5 separate regions of the Mus musculus genome follow, and regions 1, 3, 4 and 5 are each linked to region 2. The links are chromatin contacts, called in public HiChIP or PLAC-seq and promoter capture Hi-C maps. All regions are on one chromosome and are shown on one strand. The core of a region is the stretch at or near the end of the contact, and the rest is flanking DNA. Distances in the headings are between cores, read along the strand shown. Region 1 overlaps Zfp469 (zinc finger protein 469). Region 2 holds the start of Piezo1 (piezo-type mechanosensitive ion channel component 1). Region 3 overlaps Ankrd11 (ankyrin repeat domain 11). Region 4 holds the start of Cdh15 (cadherin 15). Region 5 overlaps Ankrd11 (ankyrin repeat domain 11).

Region 1 (3,705 bases), core at 821-3,320, 280 kb after region 2:
TTCCCTGCTAAGAGACGGGGAACCCTGTGCAAACCCTCAAACACAAGCTTTACAGCACGAGACACCTGGCCAACAGGGTGTGGTGGCGGTGATGGGATGCAACCTGCTCTCTTCAAGTACTTGACACTAGGGAAGCAGGTGATCCCTGGGCGGTAGAGACCGGTCCTTCCCAGCCTTCCAGCCAAAGCCCTGTTCTCAGGCCTCGAATCTGGAAACTCAGGTGCAGAGAAACAGGCAGTGGGTCTACCAGGGAGCTGTCTCCAATGCTGGAGGCCAGACAGAAGCCCATCAGCCGGGCACCCACGCATCCTCTCTTTTGGGTCACTGGGAACTGTCCTTCTTCAGAGGGATTCTGAAGCTGGTCAGCTTCTGCCCAAACAGCTGACTGAGGAGGTCGCTCTGGGCTTCTGCAGTCCGGCGGTCTCGGGGCTCCATAGGCGCAACACCACTGACATGGAGAGCTCTGACCCTTTTGTAGGGCCTGGACAGGGCTCTTGCCTGGGGCAAAGAGCCCTTTTCTGAAGTGTGGCCTGGATCCCCTTTCCGCTGTGCTGATGGCTGTGGCCTTGCCCTGCTGCTCTGGCCACTGGGTCTCGACTTGACAGGGGGAACTCGGCTGGGAGTTGCTTGCTTTCGGGGGGCCCTGGATGACTTGTCGGGGGCCAAGGGGGCTTTCCCAGTGTTTCCCACGCTTCCATGTCTGCCCAGTCCCAGGGCCTGGCCCTTCCTTTGTCTTCCATGGCTTTCTCTTTTCTCCCTGGGACTTGAATGCACTTGGACCCCCTGATGAACAGCGTCCCCAGGCCCTCTGGTGCTACCCTTGGTGTGGGCTCGAGGTGGGGGCTGGTCCGGGGTGGAGCTCGCCCAGCTAGGACAGCTGGGCTCAGTAGGGGTGGAGGCCATCTCACTTTGGAGCTGCCCACTGGTTGGCTGGGGCTGGCTGCCACCCCCTGTCTGAGTGCCAGGCTGGAGCCCTCCACTGCTCTGAGGGGTGCCTCGCAGTTTACCTTTAGAAGTGTTGGGCTTTACCCTGTCCTCAGGACTCAAGACCAGCTCTGCGGCTGGGATCCCCATCCCTCCTGGTTTTCGGGGTGGTGCTGGTGGCTTCAGTGCTTTTTTGGTGGGCTCTGCTGCTCTGTGATGGGAGGTACTTGAGTAGGCTCCTGGTTTGGTGGCATTGCCCTTCTGGGAGGGACCCTCTATTCTCCCCTCAGGTGCCATGTGGTGTGTGGTCACTAGCCTCTCCTGGAGCTGAGAGGGGTGCCCTGGGGAACACCCAGGGGCACACTTGTCTCCGTTGCCTGGACTCTTGTGTTTTCCTGGGAACAGGTGAAGGGCCCTCTTTTCCCCTACCAGAGCCTGCCATTTACATGGCTCAAGGCTTCCCAAGGAAGCCTCGTGTTCTGGTTTCTCCAGGGTTCTGTTCAGCTTGCAGCAGCCGCCTGTACCTTCAGCTGAGGCAGCTGAGAAAGGAGACAGAGACGGAGGTGGAAGATCCTGGCCACTCAGTGGTAGGTTGTTCCCCCTGGGTGAGTGGTCTGCCTGGTCCACAGGGTTCTCTTGAGAACTGGGCTGGTCCAGGATGAGGCTAGGCGCTAGGGGCAGTGCAGGAAGGGACACCTCACTTGGTGTAGGGCTGGTTGTGGAGGGGATTCTGTCAGTGCTGAGCTCAGGGGGACTGAAGGGCGCCATCAGCCTGTTCTGCTTGCTGGGTAGCACATCCTGGGAGACACGGGTCTTCCTCCTAGGAACCCCTGGCCGCTTAACACTCCGGAGTGTGAAGGGCTGCAGGTCGCAACTCAGGTGCTTGCCCATGTGCCTGTCGAATTGCTCCTTCTTTGCAAAGGTGTAGTTGCAGGAGCTGCAGACAAAGGACCTCCTGATGACGTGCATGACATTGGCGCAGAGCTCACAGGCATAGAGAGGCACGTGTGGGAGCTCCTTCTCCTCTGTCACCCCGTGGGTCAGGCCCAGGTGTACCTTCAGCTCCCAGGGCTCAGGGTAGACCTGCGGGCACCGGGGACACAGGTAGACGCGCTGTGGGCTGTGCACCGCCAGGTGGCGCTGCAGCTTGAAGGGCTTGGGGAACTGCTTCCCACAGTGGTGGCAGTCACGGGAGGGGTCCTTGCAGTCCTCGTGCACTGGTACAGCTTGGAGCGGGGACTCGCCGTGGGACCAAGGGTCTGGGGACGGGGCGGGGGGCGTCTTGGCAGAGTCAGAGCAGGTGGCAGAACTGCTGGTCAGAACGGATAGGCTGCCTCCTTCGGCGCCATCTTGGCTGGGGGTGACCGAGGCACGTGCCTTGCGCTTCATCCTTCTTGGGGTTTTCTTTCCAGCGTCTCCTTCCTGCTCTGATGGCTCCCTACTGTCTTTGCCGATCGAGCGCTTGGTCCTCTGGGGTTTGGATGCTCGCTCCACAATGGTGTTCAGGAAGTGCGTGAGGGCGCTTTCCCCTTCCAAGCACCCGGGCAGGTCTCCTAAGGCTCGCCGCGCCTGGCCATTTCGGGCAAAGCGGGCTGCGTGCTCCCGAAGGTGCTGGTTGTACATCCAGACATCAGCCACCTCCTTCAGGCACATGCCACAGGCCCACGGCCCTGCTTTGCCCTGCACGTGCTTCTCCCACAAGTGCTCCCGTAGAAGCTCCCGGGAACTGAATCTGCGCTCCACGCACAGGTAGCAAGTTGGGGGCGGCGAGGGGCTGTGCGACAGCTTATGGAGATCCAGCTCGCCCAGGCTATGGAACCGCTGGAAGCACACCCTGCACTTGTAGGAGGCCCTCTTGCCCTTCACCCGCAGGTCTCTGCCTTTGGCTCGTCTGGCCCGGGCAGTTCCCTCCATTCTTTTGTCTGGAGGGCCTTGTGAATTTGCTGTGACCTGGAAGTCTAGGGCGCCTGGGTTAGAGAGTTCAACAAGGTCACTACAGGGTCTCAGAAAGCACAGGTCTTGTATCTCCAGCTGGGTGCTGAGAGCCTCAAAGTCCTTAACGTAAAGTGGGGGCAGGCTGGCATTTCCAGGAGGCCTGTTGTCATGTTCCCTTTCTAGGTTAGGGGGTTCCGGGCTCATGTCTCCAACAGAAGAGGCTGTCTCACAGGCTGGGCTACAGTGTTCCAGGTCCCGCCAGGCTGCTGGGACCATGTGCAGCTGCGGGATGGGCTCTGACCATTCATCTTGGTTCTCCATCAAGCAGGAAGGCTTCTCCTCCACGCAGCTGGTTTGCCTGTCGGATTCCAGGGCCCACAGGCTGAGGCTGGGGGTCCATGGGTCAAGGCCAGGTGTCTTATTGCTTAGAAGGCCATCGAGGAGGAGGGACTCGGGCAAACTCATGACTTCATCATCCCACACATCCTCTTCCTCTCGGGACAGGCAGAGAGAGCCCGAGTCACTGAGATCGGTAGGCAGGCGCGTGGAGCCGAGTGAGACACTGTTTATCACCTCAGCGATGGGCTCCTTCGGTGATGGGCACTTTGGCCTTTGGCAGCGCTTCCCATAGACTCGTAGGTTCTTCTGAGTGAGGCGGCCATCCAGGGGGAAGAGCCGAGAGAAGGAGATGTCATCATCGAACAAGTCTGGAGGGTCCCTTTGCTCTGGGCTGGGGGCGCCATCCGACCCGTGGACTTCATTCTGGGTTTCCGGGTCTTTGATAGGTCCCTGGGGGTAGCTACTGATGGTGTTGTCCACTTCAGAACTGTGTGTCCTGTCAGGTAA
Region 2 (3,502 bases), core at 872-3,371:
AGAGAGGGAGAAAGGTGATACAGAGGTACCAGGGCTGAGGGCCAGGCAGGCTGTTGCTGATCTGGCCTGATCTGCCTCTCCCTGTTTGGCAAAGGACAAGAAGGAATGTTCTGATACTAAGGATCTGGTCTGGTTTTTGTTTTGTTTTGTTTTGTTTTTTGTTTTTTCGAGACAGGGTTTCTCTATATAGTCTTGGCTGCCCTGGAACTCACTTTGTAGACCAGGCTGGCCTCGAACTCAGAAATCCACCTGTCTCTGCCTCCCAAGTGCTGGGATTAAAGGCGTGTGCCACCACTGTCCTGGTCTGTTTTGTGAGTTTTTTTTGACCTAGGTAATGCTTGTGTGTGACTGACCAGGATATCAAAAGGAAGGAGGCTTGCTTGCATGCCAAGACTGCATACTTGCTGTGGCGGGCAAGGGTGGCGCCAGTTTTTCAATGGTAACATTGTATCTTAGAAGCTGCTCCCACAATTCAGGGAGTCTTCAGATGCTCTTTAAACTGCTACAACACTGTAGGATACAGTTTAGTTTTTTTGAGAGTTCCCCTGTTTGTTCCTTTCTGTTTTTACCCTACAACTACTTCAATGGTTGTGAGACATAAACATTTCAGTTCCTTTGGGACAGTGGTTCTCAACCTTCCTAATATTGCTTAATTAATTTCTAATATTGCTTATTTATTTATTATTAATTATTTTTATTTATTATTAATTAATAATTAATTAATTAATATTCCTTAAGACACTTCATGTTGTGGTGACCCTTGACCATAAAATTATTTTGTTGCTATAACTATAATTTTGCTACTTCTTTTTTTTTTTTTTTTTTTTTTTTGAGACAGGGTTTCTCTGTGTAGCCCTGGCTGTCCTGGAACTCACTTTGTAGACCAGGCTGGCCTCGAACTCAGAAATCTGCCTGCCTCTGCCTCCCGAGGGCTGGGATTAAAGGCCACGCCCGGCCTATAATTTTGCTACTCTTATGAATCATAATGTAAATAGCTGTTATGTAGGATATCTATTATGCAACCCCTATGAAAGGGTCGTTCAAGGCCCATAGCTGTCACGACCCACAGGTTGAGAACTGCTGCTCAAGGAGCAGGTCTGAATGAATTTCTGAACCTTCCCGTGTCTTAGCAGCACCCCTTCAGAGTCAGACTAGAGGTGAGTCTTGGAGACCAAGCTAGGCAGTTTAAATACTATATGTCCAGGGAAAGCCTGCATTTCTGGTGGTTCTGGAAAATTGAAGGTTCTGAAGTGTGATTGACTTTAGCCTGCTGGTGCCTTGAGGCTCAAAAGGGTCACATCATCACCGCTCCCGGTTAAGCCTCTGCCCCTAATGCTACTCATTTCCCAGTGCATCCTGAACTTGGTCCAACTGTGCCGTTCTTGACCCCTTTTCATTTCGTCTTTCCTATCCACCTTAATACGGAAGACTGAGCCAAACCAAGGCGGCTTGGGTGAGGTACCGGGCACGTGCCGGACTCAGACCTTGTCTGGCCACCAATGGGACAGCAGGTGCTCTGTCAGCTTTTGCTACTGTCTGTAGCACACTGACTAAAGCCAAGCCACACAGTGGGGGCAGGTGTGACTGGAAGCAGTCCCAAAGCCCCAACGCAGACCACAGTGGGATGCAGCTGTCTGATGCCACAGCAGTAAGGTGTCTCTCCACCCCAACCACCAAGGCCTAGCCAGCGTGGCCGCCAGTGCCACAGTTAGGGACTCTGACAGCCCCCAGAGGGCGCTGCGCCATCACGGCTTGGGGAACAAAGCGAAAGTTGCTCCAACCACGAGGGGCGCAGTTGCGCGTGGGTACTAAGTGGGTCAGGTCTTTGGGAGTCTTCTTGTATTGCCCCCACCCCGGGTCCCAGGCCCCGGAGCCCCAGGGAGAAGCGCCCCACGGGCACAGTGCGAGTAACTGCGCTGGGCTGAAGGAGGGTTTGGGGGGCGCGCGGGTCGAGGTCTCCGGGTCACCGGCACCAGCCAGGCTAGTAGGGCCGGCGCTCGAGCAGACTGCGCTGGGCAGCGAGGGGGTGCCTGGGCGCGCCTGGCCGTCGGGGGAAGCGCGGAGGCGGGCACTCCAGGGAGGGCGGGGGCCGAGCTTATAAAGGCCCGCAGGCGGGAGCAGGGAGAGAGCCGCCGCGTCGCCGTCCGGCCCAGCTCGGCCTCCACGAGCCGCCGTGAGTTCCGAGCCGGGCGGGCTGACAACCCAGCGTGCGCGGGATCCGGCCGTCGGGAACCAGAGGGCGCGGCCGGGCCGGCCGGCGACCCGAGATCGAGGCCGGCGGGAGGTCACAGCAGCCGCGCGCCGCACGTGCGGAGACCCGCCCAGAGTGCCATGGCGCGCGGTTCCTCCGGCCCTCGCACCTCCCTTTAGCCACGGCGGCGCGACCCCGGGCGGTCCCCCGGCCGCGGGGCATGGAGCCGCACGTGCTGGGCGCCGGGCTCTACTGGCTGTTGCTGCCCTGCACGCTCCTGGCGGGTGAGTGGAGGGCGCGGGCGGGAAGGCTGCGTCCGCGTCCCCCTGCGCCGCGCCGCCCCGGCGGGCGAGCATAGGCGAGGAGATTCCGCGGGACTCGCGGCCCAGGGCGCTCGCATTCCAGAGGCGTGAGCGCGCTGGCGGCCTCGGCGGGCCCGGCCCGGGCACCGAGTGGAAAGCACGGCAGGCAACGGCGAGGCGCGGGTCCGCGAGAGCCCCAGATAGCGCTGGGCGTCTCCACGCGGGCTGGGAGGAGAGGCCCGGGCAAGGGGCTGTTAGTGTCTGAGCTGTGAGGGGAGCGCGACTTTCTATTCTCTTTCGTAGTTAAGAAAAAAGAAAGAAAGAAAGAAAAAAATCAAACTTGCATCATGACTTCCTGACCAATCTGGGAGAAGGTGGCGTTCTGCCTGGAGCTTTTCAAGTCAGAAATTTCCTACCAGAACTAATGTTCCAGCCCTAGGCGCAGTTCTTAGTCTCAGTTCCGAGGTTGTCTGTCCAATGCTAAGCTCCTGTCTTCCTTGTGCCCTACTTGGTTACCTTCCAGAGGGACTGGGGCACAGGGCGCCCCAGGAGGCTCTGCCTGATGTCAGAACTGGAGATCCCCTACCTTGGCATACGTCCCTTTCTTGCAAAGAGCTTCTCTCTTTTGGTGTCATAGGTGCTGGGCTCCATTGCCGCCCTCCCAGCCTCACCCAGGGCACCTTGCCCAGCTGCTCACCCCCTTACACCTCCTGAAGCAGTCAGCACCCCTCCACATGTGACCTTCCTCGGGGTCTGATTAAATTAGCCCACAGAGAGTCAGTGTACCCACTGTGAAAGTTGGTCTGCCTCGTGGAAGTCCATCTGTTGGAGGTGGGGGGGTTGTGCGTGATTCCCTCCATCTCTCCACGGACACTGCTTGTGCACCCTGTTTCAGGAACAGGCTCCGGGGGGTGTCAGGCAACCCGGGCAATGACTTCCACACAGGCCAAGTTTTGATTTGTAGGACCAAAATGTGGTGAGACCGGGGTGGGGGGGTGGGGGGGATTTT
Region 3 (3,683 bases), core at 358-2,857, 360 kb before region 2:
TCTCGGGGTGGGAGGTTTATAAAGGCTTGCATGGATGTCGCACCCTCTGTCACAGATACTTGTAAGGAAAAGCAGAAGTATGTGGGTACTTATGGTAGACATGTGGATAGCAGGCTTCCCTACACCTCTGTTCTGCCGTAGTGCTGGAGTGGAGGGATGACAGCCCCGTGAGCTCATCAGGACATAACCAGAAGACCACATCAAACCTGAATGTCTGTGTGTGTCTGTGCGCGCGCGTGTGTTTTAACATTGTTTGTAGGGATTCATAAGGCAAGTGGCGGTCCTTGCATTGCTCAGGAGAGTGCTCTGACTCCTGTTGTGGTTGTGGAGGGAAGTCTGTCCATCTGTGGAGGCCTCTGTGAGGCTCTGCACCACTGCACTCTAGATTGTCCTTCAGCCTTCGCTGTTGGTGTGCTGTCAAACTGTTCATGTTCACACCTGACCTGAGGCAGGCACAGGCTCAGCTTTGGCAGGTAGCGTTTTCAGGAAGACTGAACTGTAGACCTAGCTAGAGATGGGTGACTGGCCAGCGCTGTGTCTACTGTCCTATCCGTGGCTGACTTCTTTATAACGTTTGTGAGTCGGGTCTCGCAGCTCCAGTGAAGACTGGATCCACTCCTTTCCTACTCCTTCCTTCGTTGGAAATGGAACCCGAAGCCTATGTGCAAACTCGCTACTGTTGGTGTTGTTTAAGACGTCCAGCCTTAGGCATCTCTATACTTGGAGATGGGGTTTGTCAGTTTTCTCAGGCTGGTTTCCACCTCTGGATCCTTTTGCATTCATCTCCTAAGTACTGGAAGTATTGGTTTGTCTTCATCCATTGGGTTCTGCGCGCGCTCGCGCACACACAAACACACACACACTTTATAATCTTTCTCTTCTATACATTGGTGAGCTGGATGCCTCAGGAAGTACTGGGTATTATTCTCCTACCCAGAGATGCAGTGCTGGCTTACAAACGGGGTATGATGGAGTGGATGGCATCTTGTCTGCAGGGGCTTCTGCAGTGGCACCCACCACCTCATTCAGGATGGAGAATACTCAGAATGGGTGCGCAAAGAATTGTGGGATTGATATTTTCCCCCTGTGTAATAAAGAGGTTTATTTTGGCTCAGAGTTCTGGAAGCTGGAAAAGTGCTGATATTTTTAACTCGATGAAATAGTGACCAAGATAGGATCTCTCTGGTCATCTTGATAGGGTTGTCAGACCTCCCTGGAGGTGTGTGACTCAGTCATACTAAGGCACCTCCTAGTTTTGAAAGGTTTTTACAGACAAATGCTTGCAGTGCCCTAGGCCAATAGCTTATCCTTTCCTGACCAGTGTTCCTCCAGCGCCCTCTGCTGATAATGTACAGTTTAGCACTCATCCTTGATGACAAATGCGGTCTACCCCAGTAACACAAGGGGTACCCTCCCACCCTCATTCCAGTCAGGGTTCCTAGTAGCAAATAGTGAGCGTCCTTTACTGTGCCCTCAAGTGGCAAGAAGCTGGCTGGCCTTAAATGACCAAACCGTACAAACTTTTCCTGTTTCCCAGACCCTGCTGCCAATGGCCCAGCCCACTGGAGGTGCGGCTTCCCCAGTGCTTAGTCAGGACTGAGGGCATCCTGCCAAGAACAGTACAGTTTTGTCTGTTGTGAGTCAGCCTGATGAAAAAGCTTGCCCTCCCAAGGCTGTCTATCAGTGTTGTGATGCTTATGCCGCAGCTAGATGCTGTAGGTGTTCAGATAGACCTCAAGATGGAACATGCCTGCGATCATGATGCCCAGGAGCTGTGGACAGGAGCATGTCCTGACCCCCTGTGACACTGGCGAGACTGGGACATAACAGACCTGGTTGTCTGAGCCGGTACCCTCATCTCAGACTGTAAGACCATCTCCACTCCCTCAGGGCCTCTTCCAGACCAGGTCTTTGGTGTTGACCACATACATCACCTGGTGAGGAAAGGCTCTTCCTCCCACTCTCGGTCTGGTCTCTGTAGAGTTCCCGAGGCCTGGTGTGACATCACAACCTTTTGATCCTGGAGCATGGGAAGCAAGTAGATTCTATGACCTGCAGGCCACCTAGGGCTACTTTAAAAAAAAAAAAAAAAAAAAAACCTTCGTTATGGAATTACGTGATTTGCTTAAAATTTGGTCTCTGTTGAAAATTTTTCCACTAATTTAAAAATCTATAAATTACCCTACCTACCTTTCTAGGGCTCACACAGAATCCACCTGCCCCATTGCGTATGAAGTCAAAACTGGCTTCCCAGTACAGTGCTTCCTTGGAAGAAGGGAGAGAATTAACTTTTTCCACCGCTGTGCCTTTGAGCCTCTTTTCGGGTCTGTACAGCGTTCGGTCGACTCATGAGTCTTAGACACCCACTGAAGCGTTCATTCCTCGGGGCTTGATCCCTCAGTTCTTCTGTGGGAGAGGAAAAACTGAGGGATTCTCTTGCCATTGGCTATATGGAACTCGGAATGCTTGGTGTAAGAGGCTGTGTGTGTGTACATGTGCACACACGCTAATGAGGCTTTTCTGTCCTCTTGCTCACTAGATGGTGTAACTCTGGGCTGCATATTGGCAGATGCTAGACCATGGCAAGTGAGAAAGCAGAGTGCATCTGTCTGCCAGGTCACTGACTCACAGGCTAGGGCTTGGCAGGGAAAGGGCGTGGCGTGGAGAACCTGCTGATTGCCCTAATAACCACAGTGTGACTGCTTGTGAACAACCAGAGCCAAATAAAATGCTTCATGGACTTGGTGGTTGGTCTGGTATATTTCTCAGCCATTTGCCCTTTCCATTTTTTTCTTCACAGAGAAGACTGTGGACTAGCAAAGAAAGTAATTTCAGTTTCAAATTGTGTATTTTCCATAATTCAGAGGCAGATGGTCTGGTGGGCAAACCAGAACAAAGTAATATATCTACTTGATACGAAGGCTCAGGACTGTTATTTAGCATTTATAGCAATGAGACATCAAAATTAGCCAATGTGAAAGGTGTTTGGGGTTAGAGCACAGCAGAGATCCTTAAGGAAGACAAGAGGAGGAGTGACAGACATGTGAGTATAGGAGCCAGGTAGTGTGCTCCCAGCTCCACACTGAGGGCCGTGAGCCCTTGCCTGTGCTACTTCTGCCTCATCTGTTAGGATCTTAGTATTAGGAGGGGCTTCTGCTCCCAGCTGCTGGTATCCAGGTCTCAGTGCATGCCTGGATTTGTATTTCTGTATTTTTCAATCTTTAGCATGCATTTAGCATAGTAAGGGGCAGCTTGTAGATCGTGCTGCCTGCCTGTTGTCTGGGTCGAGACGCTCACATCACTTGTGTTCTTCTGGACTCATGCGGTGCAGTGAGAACCAGTGTTCCCCTCAGTTAGAAATTGGGAAACGACCTGCAGAGGTCATAGAAGCCAAGTTATTGTTTTCTTGAGTCTGGCCTCACTGCCACGCTACAGGTGACTAGTCCATTTCTCAGAAGGAGGAACAAGGTCTAGAAGGCCACCGCGCATAGCTAAGAGGGTCACGCATCTCAGCACAGGCTTTCTTAATTATGGCTGCCCTAAAAATGAAACAAAAAGATACCACTAAGTCAGGAGTGCGGTTTGCAGTCACCACTGTTACTCAATGAGGTTGTGCTGCGTGTTGGGCTGCTGAGAACACTCTGTTGAACCCTCTACCTGCTGTGTTAGGATTGGGACTTGGT
Region 4 (4,031 bases), core at 532-3,031, 300 kb before region 2:
CCCACTTCCAACCCCAAACAGAGGAGCCCAAGACAGAGCAGCTGGGCCAGGGTAGCCAGGGAAAAGCCCAGTAAGGAAGCAAGAATGACCAGACGGCAGCAGCCCCAGGACCTGGTGTGTGGACAAAAGCCTACAGAAGCACTAAAGCTGGGGGGGGGGCACATTTGGGGGAGGTAGGAAAAGTTCCCCAGGCACTGGAGCTAATTTGAGTGCTGCTGTGAAGTAAGTGCAGGAGGCCAGGCCTCGGGGCGGGGCGGGTCCTTGCCCCCACCTGACTGCCGGGGCCTCCAGATGCCTGGGGGGGGGGCAGTTGCCCTAGTGCAACAGAGAGGGGGGGCTTGGTGATGGAGGGGGAGAAGAATGCTACCCAACACTACCCACCCTCCAGCCTTGGGGGTGCTGTTACTGTAGCCAGTGGGGAGCAAATCCCAGCCCAGGGTATGGAGGGGGCTCTGATGGGTCAGGGCGTTATGCACAAGACTGGGGTTCTGTGTTGGGTCTTAACTAGCCTAGCAGATGTGCCCAGGTAAGGGAATGTGGGCCCCCAAAGCTGGGGTGTTGCTGGTTGGAAGTGTAGGGCTGATGACCCAGGGCCAGCTGCAAGGGGGGCTCTCTGGCCAGGCTCCTGTCAGCTGCCGAGAACTGAAACTTGAGTAGAGTTGCAAGGCTTTGTGGGAATTTGAGGGAACCAAGGAAGTCCTGAAGTGTGTTCCCGGAAGGGACGGACCCCCCACCACACACCCATGCAATGCTGGTTGACCTCTCTCCACACACAGCAATTCTTTGTGCTCGCCACCTGTTGCCTCTGGGCGCAGAGGCTGGCCACAGCCTCAGTGCACATCTCTGTGGAAAGGGACCCTGGCAGGGACCACAGAATCCACATTCCCGTTCTGGCCAGTCCAGGACCATTCAGCAGCCAGTCTGAGGACTGCCAACAGCAGGAAAAACTGGGGACCTGGGCTTTACCCATCCTTCTTTGTGCCATGTTAAGAAGACAGGGTACCAGAGACTGACTGATCTGGGGACCACAGATCACTCCATCTCCAGGCGGATCCAGGCACAGCCGCTGGCCCGGTCAGGTCAAAGGCAGTGTGAACTGAGAGTGTGTTGGGCTACTCTGGCCTGGAGTTATTTTCTCTGGATTCTTAGGTCCTGTAGGGAAGCGTTGCAGCTCCTCTAGGACCACTGGGTAGAGACTCAGGCACCACCAAGACCAACCAGGGGCATAAGTGTTACAGACACTGTGGCTTTCTGCCCCTTCTCTCTGCCTCGTGCTCTGGAATAGAAAGACCTCTCAAGACTGGCCACCCTTAGGCTCTGGGAGGCTCCAGGGAGCACCTGTGATATGCTTCCAGACTGAAGGGACAGCCCAATGGCTGTTCCCGTGCCTCAGAGATGCTTCCAGTCCTGAACCATTTTGCTCACTGATGTGCAGGTCAGTCGCCCTCCCTCTGGAAGCCCCTAAACACAGGACACCCCTTCCTACAATGCTTCAGAGAGTGCGGCCCACCCTGGACACTGCAGGCCGCAGCTCTCAGGTTCCCCCAAAGACACTCCAGGCCAGTGGTCCCAGGAAAGCTATCCCAAAGCTAGAGGAAGGGATGCCACAGGGCTTACAAGCTTACCTGGGCAAGCAGCCCGAGGGCGAGGAGCAGAGCAGAACCCATTGAGGCAGTGGCGGAAGAGCCGAGGACAAGTGGCCGACTGGGCGGCCGGTGGAACGGGCGGTGGTGCTTCTTCTACCCCCACGCTGAGAGCATTGGGCTGAGTGACAGCGCAAGTGCTTGGGGAGCAGGCCAAGGGACTGCACGTGTGTGGTGGGGCGGGGCCAGGGCGGGGTCTGGGCAGGGCTAGGGCTGAGTGACTGCATGGGGGGCAGAGTCATGGGCGGGATCAGAGATGAGTGACAGCACATGTAGGTGGGCCTGGACAGCCACAAGAGTGTAGTGTGAAAGATGCAAGGCAGAGCCAGAGCAAAGTGATGGGGGGGGGGGGGCGATCTGAGTGACAGCATATGTGATCAGTGCCTGAGGGAGGCTCTGTAAAGTTTTGAGGTCAGCACATGTGTTGTAGGGGGCTCCTGGACTGAGTGACAGCATGTAGGGGGGCGGGGAGTGGACATTGGGGAAGAACTCAGCATGCCGTAGGCTGGGACTGAGGCCTGTGGCAGCTGTCCAGAGAGACCCAAGCTTGTAGAAGAATGGAGGGAGCCAAGCACAGTAGCCCATACCTTTAATATTAATCCAGAGGCAGGCAGATCCCTATGAGTTAGAGGCCAGATTGCTCTACATAGTGAGTTCTAGGCCAGCCCAGACAATGTAGAAAAACTGTCTCAAAAAACAAAAAGCAAAACCAAAAAACCCCAAAGTGGCCCCTAACCCAGAGGAAGGAGCAGGAGGATTGGGGGTCACGTTTGGATTGCCTGTTCAGGTTTGCTCTTCCAGAACACATCAGAGGCTCCTGAAGGCTGAGTGAAGGGCAAGAAAGACTGGCATGTGGCTTATTCTTAAGGGGTTCAGGCCCAGGTCTCACCCCACGGGCCACTCTGCCTTTGGCCAGAGCTCCTTTGCCTACCCCCTGCATCTCCCGCCACACCACATGTATGCAGCAGTCACCATGATTTTGTGGGATATCTTCTTTGCTGATAGCTTCTGGATGGCCCTCGCTGACATCAGCCGGCCATGGGCGTGATCCTTCTGGCTTGCACTGAAGAAGGCAGGAGACGTTACTGGATCCAAGGCCCAAGACAGGCACGAAGGGAGGGTGCCTGGTCCCTGCTGGTCCACTCCACTGTCCTGGACAGATCCCGCGGGCATTGGTAGAGACTTGGTTGATTTACATACATGACTGAGGTCCCAGTCCCTGACTAGAAAGGCTGCACCAGGCTTGTGCCCATGTTTCCTGAACCCCGTCAGCTTAGCCAGAGTTCCCAGCCCCTTCCCCAGGCAGTGTGTGGCCCAGTGGCCAGGGACTCCAGGCTGGTTGGGCTTTCCCTCCTCACTCTCTCCCTCAGGCCTCCATTGGTCCAGTGGCTTTAAACTACCCACAAGCTAGAGGCTTTCCAACTTGCCTGCGCTCACACCCATCTGACCCTATGCTGATCCGACCCCAATAGATCTGTATCAGCCTGGATGAAGACGTCCAGGTGGCTCTTGGTCCACCACAACACCTTTCCCCCCATTCTGCCCCAACAGCCGTTCTGACGCACAGCTGTTAGTTCACCTCCAAGTGCTCTTTGTCCACCCCTTTCCTCCACGGTCACCATGCTCTTTGAGGTGCCCTGCCTGGAGCATGCTTTCCTTCCGCTGTTACTTAGAGAACTCCTACGCATCCCTCAATGCCCAGCTCCACGGCTTCGGTCAAGGGAACACCCTCCCATCTCAACCAAGGTTGTTCCTTCCTCCTCTGGCCTCCTGCTGGGTGCAGCCCCTATATGGCTGGCCCTATATGCTGTCCTCTGGACTTGGGAGAAGGACAGGAAGAGGGGGGAGAGAGGAAGGATGTGGGGGAGATGGGGAAAGAGGGAGAGAGAATGAGAATTCCCACACGAGATCCTGCAGAGCAGATGAAACAGTCTGTAAACCCAGCACTGAGGGAAATAGGGAAGGAACTCATACAGGGCAGGAACCTGTAGGCAGGAGCCGATTCTGAGTTCATGAAAGAGTACAGCTTACTGGCTTGCTCTTTCTCACAGAACCTAGGACCACCAGCCCAGGAGTGACCCCACCCATCTGGATCCTCCCCCATCCATCACTACAGCCCTGGCTGCAGCCCAGTCTTCTAGAGGCATTCTCTCAGTTGAGGCTCCCTCCTCTCTGAGGACTCTAGCTTAAGTCCAACTGACACAGAAAGACCCAGCACAGTAGCCGGAGTCACATGTGGGTCCCTGGACTAGCCTGTCACCAGCACCTACCACTCTGCTGTTTGATGGGATGGTCGACTCTTCCTTCCTTTACATTGTCAGGTGTTTTACCACAGTGACAGAACAGAGCAGGGTTGACACCATCTATGCCTGGGGGGGGGGGTGGCCA
Region 5 (3,522 bases), core at 596-3,095, 480 kb before region 2:
CTCACCCCGAAGGCTGAGCACGCACTCACTCATCCCGAAGGCTGTGCACACACTCACTCACCCTGAAGGCTGTGCACACACTCACTCACCCCGAAGGCTGAGCACGCACTCACTCATCCCGAAGGCTGTGCACACACTCACTCACCCCGAAGGCTGTGCACGCTCACTCACTCACCCCGAAGGCTGTGCATGCACACTCAGGTCTTTACTGATTTTTATGGAAAGCTTTTTCAGAACTGTCTCCTTTTCAACAGTGTCACAGCTTACTTTGTTGTTTATTTCCCTACCACAGTTGCTAATCTAGCACTGCTGTCTTACTGGACTGGGATGGATTTAGGGGACCAGAATCCTGAGTCCTGACTCTTTAGGGGACCAGGGGATTGTTGCTGTTGGCACACAGAACTGTGGTACAGTGGGATGGAGAGACAAGGCCCTGAGGCAGGCTGTCCTGCTTGGTGTGGCCTTTTTTTTTTTTTTTTTTGGTGCCTTACCCAAACAATGCTGGCTCATTTTCTTGTTCAAGAATGCTTTTGAGGGATATGTTTTCAGTGAGTGAAATTAAAAGACCAAAAAACTTAAAAACAAGTGGGCCTATCAAAGCTGTTTGGTTTTGAAGTGTTTGTAGCTGGGGCTGAAGTCAGTTCTCCATGGGCTGTTAAGAGAAAGGGAGCCAACCTGCCTCCATCCGCAGACTCTGAGGCCAGTGGTGTCCAAGACCTAAAACTCATGGAAGGTTAAATAACAGACTCAGGGAGTTGTATATTTAATATTGTGGTACTGAACTTTACTTTTGAAAATGGAACCTGTTACTTATGGGGGAAACTAGAAGGTAGGTTGTGGGTGTGAAATGGGAGTGGTGAGATTTGTAGCCCATGTATTAATTTTTAATTTTTTATGTTTCCTTTGTATGGAGTCTGGTGTGTGGGTGTTACTTCCTGCTCACATTTATGCTAAAGTGACTAATCCAAACTGGATATAGTGGTCTATGCTGGCAATCCCAGGGATGCCAGGAGTTTGGGGCCAGCCTTATAGTAAGACAACTCCTTAAATGCTCTATACCCACCCCCAAAACCCAGTAAATAAAACCTATGTGCGGAGGTGTTGTAGTGAGTTGTTGGAGAGCTAGACCTGGAACTCATATTCTTTCTCACTTCTGTAGACTTGCTGTGTGGATATTTGTCATTGGTGGCTACCAGTGACCTGTGGCATGTACTCCTGTGGATGTAGCTGTCACTTAATAGGATGTGGAGGTGATAGACAATCACACAGCATGAACTAGATGGCTCAGTGGGTCGGGGGCTTTTCGGGCAACCTTGATGACCTGAGTTTAATCCTCGACTCCACAGGGTGGAAGGAGAGAACTGGCTGCTTCAGATTTGTCCTCTGATAGCAAGATGTGCACCTTATCTCTGCCGCCCTCTCCCCCTTCCAGTGATTAACAAAAGAGAAATACAGAAACGCATTGATGAGGATCAGATTCCGCATTCACATTGTGACTCAAGCCTAGCATGTGACTCAGAGTAGACGTCTCTCACTATGAATAGTTGATGCTCGTGTTAATTCCTTCTTCCTCTTCCTTTCTAGTACTTTTGGGGTTTTTTGCTTTAGTATTGAGCCATGTATCCCCAGCCTTTTATTTTTGTTTGTTTGTTTGTTTTTGTTTTGAGACAGGGTTTCTCTGTGTATCCCTGGCTGTCCTGGAACTCACTCTGTAGACCAGGCTGGCCTCAAACTCAGAAATCCGCCTGCCTCTGCCTCCCAAGCGCTGAGATCAAAGGCGTGCGCCATCACGCCCGGCTCAGCCTTTTATTTTGAATTAGAGTCTTAACCTAAAATGCCCAGAGAGACCGTGAACTTGTGAGCCATAGGCATGCACTAACATGACTATCCTGATACTAATTCCGGTTTCTGAGTATATTTTATTCTTGCTTGTTTGTTAATTGGTTTTTCAAGACAGGATTTCTCTGTTGAAGCCTTGGCTGCCCTGGAATTCACTCTGTAGACTAGGTTGGTCTGGAACTCAGAAATCAGCCTGCCTCTGCCTCCTGAGTTCTTGGATTTACAGTTGATCAATAAAATCTGTATAGAAAGCATCCAGGGCTGGTTAATCTAGGGAAATAACTTTTTAGGCCTTTAAAAATAACCTTCAGTTTTAATATAAGTTGTCCTTAAGCTTGAGATGTTTTTCTATCTGACTTCATTGATCTGTGCAGTAGGTAAAGCAGTTAATGTTCTAGAGATGTGACCCTTTTCTGAACCAATTAACTGCCAACTTGAGGACTGGTTTTCAGGGGACTTGCCAGTGATGAGACTGTTGCCCTGGGAACAAGGGGGACCCAGAGGAATCCACTGTACATACAGTTGTCAAAGGCTGCATGGCTGTTTAGTGCTTATGCAGCTGGACTAGAGCTTTTGTATGGTTTGAGTATTCAAGGTTTAGTTCTGCTGAGTGCCAGGTTTGGTAGCACACACCTCATTCCAGTGCTTGGGAGACTCTAGACCACTTTGGGCTACAGAGTGAGGCCTTTTTTAGATGTATTTATTTTATTTTTTTGGGAATAAGTGTTTTGCCTGCGTTTATGTATGTGCACCACATGTGTACCTGGTGCCTAAAAGTCAGAAGAGGATGTCGGATCCCCTGATACCTGGTTGTGAACCACCACGTGTGTTCATCTGAACCCAGGTCCTCTGCAAAAGCAATAAATACTCTTAATCTCTGAGCCATCTTTCTGGCTCCTTTAGCTTATTTAATTTGTTTTGTGACAGGGTTTCTCTGTGTAGCTTTGTCAATCCTGGTACTGGAACCAGGCTGGTCTCAGCCTCCCTAGTGCTGGGATTAAAGGTGTGTGCTGCATTAAGTCTGACAGATAGTTAACAATGTTTGAGACAAGGTCTTACTGTATTTCATACTAGCCTCACTCTCTGTGTGTAGCTAGTCAGTGGCAGCCTTGTTTCTGATTTTCCCGAGTGCTTGGGCTGCAGGAGTCTGTCATGGTTGTCAGTCTGTCAGGTCCATGCCTAGTTTATACCGCTGGAGACGGAATGAACCTAGGGCTTCGTGCCTGCTAGGTCAGAACTATCACCAGAGCTACACCCCCAGTCCTTGCTTTTGCTTGTTTTTCCCCAACAGTTTCCCCTCAAAGTTCAGGCTGGCCTTGAACTCTCATACATCCCAGGCTGTCCTTAGTCTTGCTCCAGTTCTTACCATTTCCTCAAATGCTGCATTACAGCTGCCATTCACCACAGGGCTGAGACCCTTTCTGTTAAAAAACAAAACCAAAAACCAAACAGCGTCTTCTATTGTTGAGTTATATGCTTCTTTGATGTTAGAGTTATGGTAATAAGAACAAAGAATTGTTTATGAGAGGTCTAACGTGGTTGCCACAGGGAGAACTTAGAGTTGTTTTAAGTGATGTCACCAGGGTGGGGAAGTTAGAAGGACAGTGTGGGGTGAAGAGCTCTTCCACAGTGGTGGTGGCCATCAGTGGACACCTTTGTACCGTGTTTTTGTAAGACATTGAG

The links. Promoter capture Hi-C pulls out the DNA fragments that hold promoters and counts their contacts. HiChIP or PLAC-seq counts read pairs in DNA pulled down with a chosen protein or histone mark.
Region 1: a promoter capture Hi-C map of fetal liver shows a contact between it and region 2, with 4 times the contacts expected there. The contact joins the enhancer-like site here to the promoter of Piezo1 in region 2. A contact is called at or near these places in 11 of 39 promoter capture datasets (the 3T3-L1 cell line, the C10 cell line, the HPC-7 cell line and 7 more), 22 of 484 Hi-C or Micro-C datasets (B cells, the Ba/F3 cell line, the C2C12 cell line and 15 more) and 5 of 115 datasets of contacts at active chromatin or transcription factors (embryonic stem cells, epiblast stem cells, large pre-B cells and 2 more).
Region 3: an HNF4G HiChIP or PLAC-seq map of pancreatic cancer cells shows a contact between it and region 2. The contact joins the enhancer-like site here to the promoter of Piezo1 in region 2. A contact is called at or near these places in 3 of 39 promoter capture datasets (hippocampal neurons, liver and pre-B cells), 4 of 115 datasets of contacts at active chromatin or transcription factors (epiblast stem cells, large pre-B cells, memory CD8 T cells and 1 more) and 1 of 9 other capture datasets (liver).
Region 4: an H3K4me3 HiChIP or PLAC-seq map of fetal liver shows a contact between it and region 2, with 4 times the contacts expected there. The contact joins the promoter of Cdh15 here to the promoter of Piezo1 in region 2. A contact is called at or near these places in 10 of 39 promoter capture datasets (the C10 cell line, cranial neural crest, embryonic stem cells and 6 more), 2 of 15 datasets of contacts at CTCF or cohesin (embryonic stem cells and pro-B cells), 10 of 484 Hi-C or Micro-C datasets (the G1E-ER4 cell line, the HL-1 cell line, the N1E-115 cell line and 4 more), 34 of 115 datasets of contacts at active chromatin or transcription factors (the 230-238 cell line, the HPC-7 cell line, the NIH/3T3 cell line and 25 more) and 3 of 9 other capture datasets (adipose tissue, liver and pancreatic islet).
Region 5: an H3K27ac HiChIP or PLAC-seq map of microglia shows a contact between it and region 2, with 4 times the contacts expected there. The contact joins the enhancer-like site here to the promoter of Piezo1 in region 2. A contact is called at or near these places in 5 of 39 promoter capture datasets (the C10 cell line, cranial neural crest, fetal liver and 2 more), 1 of 484 Hi-C or Micro-C datasets (Th1 cells) and 3 of 115 datasets of contacts at active chromatin or transcription factors (effector CD8 T cells, embryonic stem cells and microglia).

Annotation. Positions count from the first base shown.
Region 1 is chr8:122,267,981-122,271,685 of GRCm38.p6, reverse strand. It overlaps Zfp469 (zinc finger protein 469), which reads right to left. Exons shown (of 3, transcript NM_001362883.1): 3 at 1-3,705. The coding sequence ends at 322. Among named protein-coding and RNA genes, the nearest start is that of Zfpm1, 12 kb to the left of the region's middle. Within about 2 kb of position 2,070, at least 50 of the 459 cell types and tissues checked have an H3K27ac peak or open chromatin away from gene starts, as enhancers often do. A contact at or near this core is called in bone marrow-derived macrophages, embryonic stem cells, fetal liver and 1 more, where this site is marked.
Region 2 is chr8:122,549,948-122,553,449 of GRCm38.p6, reverse strand. It overlaps Piezo1 (piezo-type mechanosensitive ion channel component 1), which reads left to right and starts at 2,121. Exons shown (of 51, transcript NM_001357349.1): 1 at 2,121-2,475. The coding sequence starts at 2,412.
Region 3 is chr8:122,904,470-122,908,152 of GRCm38.p6, reverse strand. The region is part of intron 4 of Ankrd11 (ankyrin repeat domain 11); the gene reads left to right. Gm39273 (a long non-coding RNA gene) reads right to left here. Exons shown (of 4, transcript XR_003947488.1): 2 at 2,191-3,683; 3 at 1-2,072. Among named protein-coding and RNA genes, the nearest start is that of Gm39272, 27 kb to the left of the region's middle. Within about 2 kb of position 1,607, at least 211 of the 459 cell types and tissues checked have an H3K27ac peak or open chromatin away from gene starts, as enhancers often do. A contact at or near this core is called in epiblast stem cells, liver and pancreatic cancer cells, where this site is marked.
Region 4 is chr8:122,846,124-122,850,154 of GRCm38.p6, reverse strand. Cdh15 (cadherin 15) reads right to left here and starts at 1,781. Exons shown (of 14, transcript NM_007662.2): 1 at 1,626-1,781. The coding sequence starts at 1,667.
Region 5 is chr8:123,025,949-123,029,470 of GRCm38.p6, reverse strand. The region is part of intron 1 of Ankrd11 (ankyrin repeat domain 11); the gene reads left to right. Among named protein-coding and RNA genes, the nearest start is that of Ankrd11, 15 kb to the left of the region's middle. Within about 2 kb of position 1,845, at least 71 of the 459 cell types and tissues checked have an H3K27ac peak or open chromatin away from gene starts, as enhancers often do. A contact at or near this core is called in Th1 cells, effector CD8 T cells and microglia, where this site is marked.